Linked DNA regions of Zea mays: region 1 is linked to region 2. Evidence: chromatin contacts called from public Hi-C data. All regions are on one chromosome and are shown on one strand. Each heading gives the region's core, a stretch centred on a gene start, on an enhancer-like site or on the middle of the called end of the contact. The rest is flanking DNA. Distances are from core to core; before and after follow the strand shown. Region 1 overlaps LOC100304403. Region 2 holds the start of LOC100191665 (Importin subunit alpha-2).

What was found. A called contact is a pair of places that touch in the nucleus more often than the background predicts.
Region 1: a contact with region 2 is called in a Hi-C map of ear, with 2.4 times the contacts expected there. The contact joins the enhancer-like site here to the promoter of LOC100191665 in region 2. A contact is called at or near these places in 5 of 25 Hi-C or Micro-C datasets (ear, leaf and tassel).

Annotation. Positions count from the first base shown.
Region 1 is chr3:29,923,748-29,926,937 of Zm-B73-REFERENCE-NAM-5.0, forward strand. It overlaps LOC100304403, which reads right to left. Exons shown (of 21, transcript NM_001165839.1): 21 at 2,142-2,376. The coding sequence ends at 2,329. Among protein-coding and RNA genes, the nearest start is that of LOC100304403, 36 kb to the right of the region's middle. Within about 2 kb of position 1,939, at least 11 of the 20 cell types and tissues checked have an H3K27ac peak or open chromatin away from gene starts, as enhancers often do. A contact at or near this core is called in ear and leaf, where this site is marked.
Region 2 is chr3:29,817,510-29,820,291 of Zm-B73-REFERENCE-NAM-5.0, forward strand. It overlaps LOC100191665 (Importin subunit alpha-2), which reads left to right and starts at 1,520. Exons shown (of 3, transcript NM_001367115.1): 1 at 1,520-1,871. The coding sequence starts at 1,807.

The DNA of each region.
Region 1 (3,190 bases), core at 689-3,188, 110 kb after region 2:
AAAAAGAAACAACGATGGAAACTAAGAAAACCGACTCTTTATAAGAGTAAGCAAGTCAAACTCCTTACGTTAGTGAGCCAAAACGAGACAGGCTGAGTTGGCTCACAATCCAACCCTACCGTCTTGTGTGAAGCTTCAAGTATGAAAGAAGTTTTCACGCTCTCCATGTTGATGTCTCCTCAGTTTTTCCACGGAGAGGTTGTTAGGTTTAAGGGACAAGTTAGCCCATCGACTTCTCATTTCTCTTTTTTCTTCTTTTTAAAATTTATAAAATAGAATAAGTTAATCCATCATCTTATTTTCTCTATTTACGGGTTATTCCTTCACTCAAACTATAAGTTCACCTTTTTATATGCATAAATTTTGCTCAATATATATTTAGATGCGTTGTGAAAGCTATGTATCTAGAAAAGTTAAAAACAACTTATAATTTAGAACAAATGAGTCAAATTAGTATAACATCCTGTTTGGACGTGAATTGGAAATTAGAACCATAATTTCTGAATTTTGTTGTTTGATGGCTAATGAATTTAGAGTTGTAATTAAAGTCAATTCCTCAACATTGGACTATGACTAAAAGTTGTCTCTCATAATTTAGAGACTAGACCCTCTGTATTGACGGGAATTGCAATTCCAGGTACATCCAAACAATAGATTTGTATTACAACTCATTTTCAATATTAGACAGATTTGGTATTGGATGCAATTCAATTCTAACATCTCCAATATCTACATCTAAATGGACCCTAAGTTGGATCAAGTAACAACACTATATAAAGATACTTTTCCGTAACGAATACTTACAACAACACCTATTTAGTGCTCCATCCATCCAAAATATAATTCGTTTTAGGCTAAACATATATTAATTAATTAATCATGAATGTAGTTTATATGCATATCTATATTCATTATTATTCACTCAAATGTGGATAGATAAAAGATGGCTAGAATGAACTATATTTTAGGATGGAGGGAGAGTAGTAGATATAAGCATCGTTGCTTTTTTTATAAGTCTAATTAAATTTAAACTTACAGCCCGTTTGGATCATTAGAATTGAATTCCATTCTAATAATAGTAATTTAGACATATATCAATTAAGCTAATTCAGTTTTATGCAAAATATATTTGTATACTATTATTAGCAAGATGTCGGAGATATTTATGTGCTACATTTTTACTATAGGGAAGTGAGACGAAGAGTGTCATGTAAATTATAGATTAGAAACCAATTCTAGTAATGCATAAAATCATTTCTCACCCTCCACCCCATGAATTTAAGATAGGCTTATATCTGAAATTTAGAAAGTGGTGGAATGTCAAATTCCAAACTAAATAAGTTACTTTATTGAGTGAATTCCAATTCCTCTAAAATGAAGGGATCCAAACGCCCCGTTATTTGATTTGACTCAATATTATCTTATAATTATACTCACTCCGTTCTGAAATATAGTTCTTTCTAGAATACTTTTTTCCGTCCAAATTTATTCAAATGATGATAAATATAGACATACATAAAAATTGCATTCATATGTTACTTAATGAATATGTGATTAGTCTAAAACGGATTATATTTTGAGACGGAGGGAGTATTATCTTGTAAGATCGAGACGGTTTGTCTCTTCAACTTGTTCGAACCTTACTATTCATCAAATTTGATGATTTCACGTTGTGCTCAACGGTCACTGTAGTGTGCTCCTATGTGAACTGGACCGAACGTGTATGGTAAGGGATCGTGACACACACTGCGACAAAACAGCAGATCATGCACCAAAAGATAAGATTTCTGAACAGTGTGGATACCTATGTGATTTGTACATATGTAAGGCCGGTCCATTCTGTTTCTGGCGTATCAGTGTCACGTATGAAACCTACTCGCAGACCTAGCGGATCGATGGCCATGGCCATGCTAGTTATTTCTCGGGCGTGAACCGTGACCTCATCATCTCCACGCTGCCAATTTTGAAGTCACAAGCCAGGCAGGCAGACACCGCCCACCAGGTGTAGGGCGGACGACTCCTGGCAAAGATAAAATCTCAAAGAGCATCTTCTGGGGCCGCCCAATTCTTTTTCACCCGATTACATTATTGAACTATATCTAGCTGTGCCTGGAAGCCAAACGCGGAGCTGCACTCGTTATGGCAAAACTCTAGCTCTTCTGAGTGGGGCAGAAAATATTAACATGTGTACTTGGCATTTTGGTTAGTTTTACAACACAATCGTCTAGTATTTTACAGAAACAGAACACTTGTGCACCACGCCGATCAACCAAAATGCTACATACATACATTAGAAGCAGCGTAGAAACAAGTGTAATATAGCTGAAACTACTTGAAGAAAAGACCCTTCTTTCTTCTTCCTCTTCTCTCAAGAGCCTGCGAAATTGAAGGTAGACATTTCACGTTTAGTGTTGAAACAGCAGGCAGGTATAAATGCGCACATGATGCACCAGTTCAATATCAGCAATCAGCTCACCATGTTTTTTTCCATTCCATCTCTTTAGGGCTTGTTCGGTTCTACCCCAATCCATATGGATTGAGGGGGATTGAGAGGGTTTCAATCCCTAGTAAATCAAAATCCCTCTTAATCCGTATCAATCCCCTCCAATCCATATGGATTGAAAATAACCGAACAAGCCTTTAAAGGGTGGATGACACAAGGGGATGATCGTGGAAGCACATACGTGCCAAGTCACCATTTGTACACTAACGCACTCTACACTGGCAGAACAGATTCTCTAAAAACATGCAGGTTCAGGAACAACAGGCAATGGCATTTTTTATCACATGATGGAGCTTCCTAGACACCATCTGTGATGATTAAAAGAACAATTTATTTGATAAATATAAGATGAGGCACACTTTGGGTGCCTCCACCGCCCACCCCACAAAAAAACATCTATTTAAATAGTATATTTGTCGGTGTTAACCAAGATACAACGTAATTGTCATGCCGCAGATCAGATCAACAGGAGTCCCATGACATTCAAAATGACATAAGAAGCGACACGACAATAGATTTTGGTGACCTAACTTAAAAAGGTTTTTAGAAGAACATATATGGTAAAAGCATACAAGTCTCAATCATACAGAACAAACTACCAACAATTCAGCAAGTCCATAGTTTTATATTTGTCTACTGATAGTGTTCCAGAGAAGAGGTGAATGTTGTGCGGTGCCATCAAACATG
Region 2 (2,782 bases), core at 270-2,769:
CCCGATGGCTCGGACTCGGCCTCGGCAACAGAAGACAGACTCAACCTCGGCTTCGGAGGAGCCCCCACGTCGCCCGACCTGGGGCGCAGGCCCGCCACGTCAACAAGGAGCGCCATCATCATCCTACCCCGAGCCGACTCGGGTCACGGAGATCAAGACCGGCGTCCCATCTGGCCAGCTCCGCCAGATGGACAATGATGGCGCCCCACAAGCTCTATGACGACGGCGGCTCTCAGCTCTCTTACGGAAGCAGGGCGACGTCAGCAAGGACTCGACCGCTCCAACAGCTGTCCCTCCGCCAGGCTCCGTCGCTCCTCCGACAGCCACGACATCACGCCAGCAAGGTGCCAAGACCTCTCCGGCTGCCACATTGGCATGTACCTAGGGCGCTAGCTCTCTCTCCGCTAGACACGTAGCACTCTGCTACACCCCCCATTGTACACCTGGATCCTCTCCTTACGACTATAAAAGGAAGGACCAGGGCCTTCTTAGAGGAGGTTGGCCGCGCGGGGACGAGGACGAGACAGGCGCTCTCTTGGGGCCGCTCGCTTCCCTCACCCGCGTGGACGCTTGTAACCCCCCTACTGCAAGCGCACCCGACCTGGGCGCGGGACGAACACGAAGGCCGCGGGATCTCCACCTCTCTCACGCCCGTCTCCGGCCACCTCGCCTCTCCCCCCTTCGCGCTCACCCACGCGCTCGACCCATCTGGGCTGGGGCACGCAGCACACTCACTCGTCGGCTCGGGGACCCCCCGGTCTCGAAACGCCGACAAAACCGTAGGAAATAAATAACTTCCGAGAGGCAACTGGTAGCTCTAGGAAATAAACATAACTTCCTACGGTATTTTATAAAAGCTGTAGGAAGTTAGTTTTCACATGCTGACCCGTGTGTTCGGTCAAGCGAGCCACTAACTTCCTAGAGGCGGCCGTAGGAAGTTAGCATGGGCAGCTAACTTCCTGCGGCCTCCTCTAGAAAGTTAACTTTTAATTGCTGATCCGCGGGTGTGGTCAAATGAGCCGCTAACTTCCTACGGCCTCCTCTAGAAAGTTAGATTTCAGCTTTTGACCAGCCAAACGAAAAGCTCGTGCTCAAGATTACAGGAACAATCCAAAGATTACACCAATCATATTAAGATTGGAGGATCAAGAAAAGGAGAATCTAAATCCTAAGAGCTAGTTTGATAACCTCGTTTTTTTGACAGTTCTCTACCGATGTTCGCACACGCAGCAGCCCTTGTTGCCATTTTTTCTCCGCGTCCTCTGTGCCCCAGGTAGGGATGCTGCCTTTATAAACTTTCACCTCCAACTCACTCGTATCTCCTTTCGAGAGATTCTGATATTTTCCATCAACAAGAAACAGATTTGTAAAATTATCATCAGGCCACATTTCATAGACCCAGCTGGACCCACAATTTATAAACACAGTGGTAATTATAACAAGAAAACAACATTGTGAGTGGCAAAAATCTAATTGTCTCATCTCCTTTCCGTTCGCCAATTCGAAATCGAATCCGTTCCCTAATTCGAAATCGAATGGGGTCGGTCTTGTCGTGCGTGCGTGGCTGCGCGAGCGACTTGACTGCACCCGACCCCCCTCCTCCCAGTCCCCACACACTGCACGCCGCCGCCGGGTCCTCCTAGGGTTTCGCCGCGATGTCGCTCCGGCCGAGCGAGCGGGAGCAGATGCGGAAGGGCAACTACAAGCAGACGGTGGACGCGGAGGAGAGCCGCCGCCGCCGCGAGGGCCAGATGATGGACATGCGCAAGGCCAAGCGCGAGGAAAGTCTCCAGAAGAAGCGCTGCGATGGGTTTCCCGCCTCCGCCGCCGGTGTGCCGCCGATGGGCCACTCCACCGCGCTCCAGCAGAAGGTGCGGTGCCCCCTCCCTTGTTCTTCCTGGCCCCGATCTGATCCGCTCTCTGTGTTAGGGTATGGGTGACGTGGTGGCACTCGATCTGCTGGGTTCAGATCTGATTTTCTTGGTGACGGGATGGCTTGCCGGCGATGGTGCAGGCCGTCCACTCCAACGACCCCTCCGGGCAGCTTGAGGCCACCACACAGTTCAGGAAGCTGCTTTCTATAGTTGAGATTGGGATCTTATGTGCAGTTAGCATTCCAGATGGATAGAGTTTAGGGGTTGAGATTTGGGCCATGCTCGAGGTATTAGGCCATACCCAAACGTGAGGGTATGGTCAGTTGTAGCTGTTTCGGGCAATTGTTGTATACAGGACTTGACTTGTGGATTGTGAGCTATCAAAATTAGTCGTTGCACCCTCTCATTTTCAGATTACTTAATTTACTGTCTCGTCAGAAAAAAAACAAACCCTATCCTATGGCCTCTGCAACATGCATATGACCATGTATGCCCAAAAGTTCTGAAAAAAGTTATACTCCTGAAAGCATTTGATTTCATGAACCACTATTCTATTTTTTCCAGTAGTGTTCTGCTTGCAGCTGGGGCAATTATCATTGCATCCATGTGTGTGTTTGCGCATGCATGTGTGTGTTATACATTGTTTTATTGTCTTAAAATGGTATATGCAGACTATGTGTGTGTTTGCGCATTAGTGTGTGTTATACATTGTTTTATTGTCTTAAAAAGGTCATGGAGAGTCTGCGTACCTCTTTTCATATTCTTGTACATCGTAGATAGCAGCTTTGATATCTTGTGGGATTCTTGTATTTGTTGGTGAATCCAGATGAGTGCATGGTACTTCTTTCTTAATTCCCACTACAACTTTATGTGAAAGTTAAGTAGTAACTTGCTGATTGAGTTTCCAT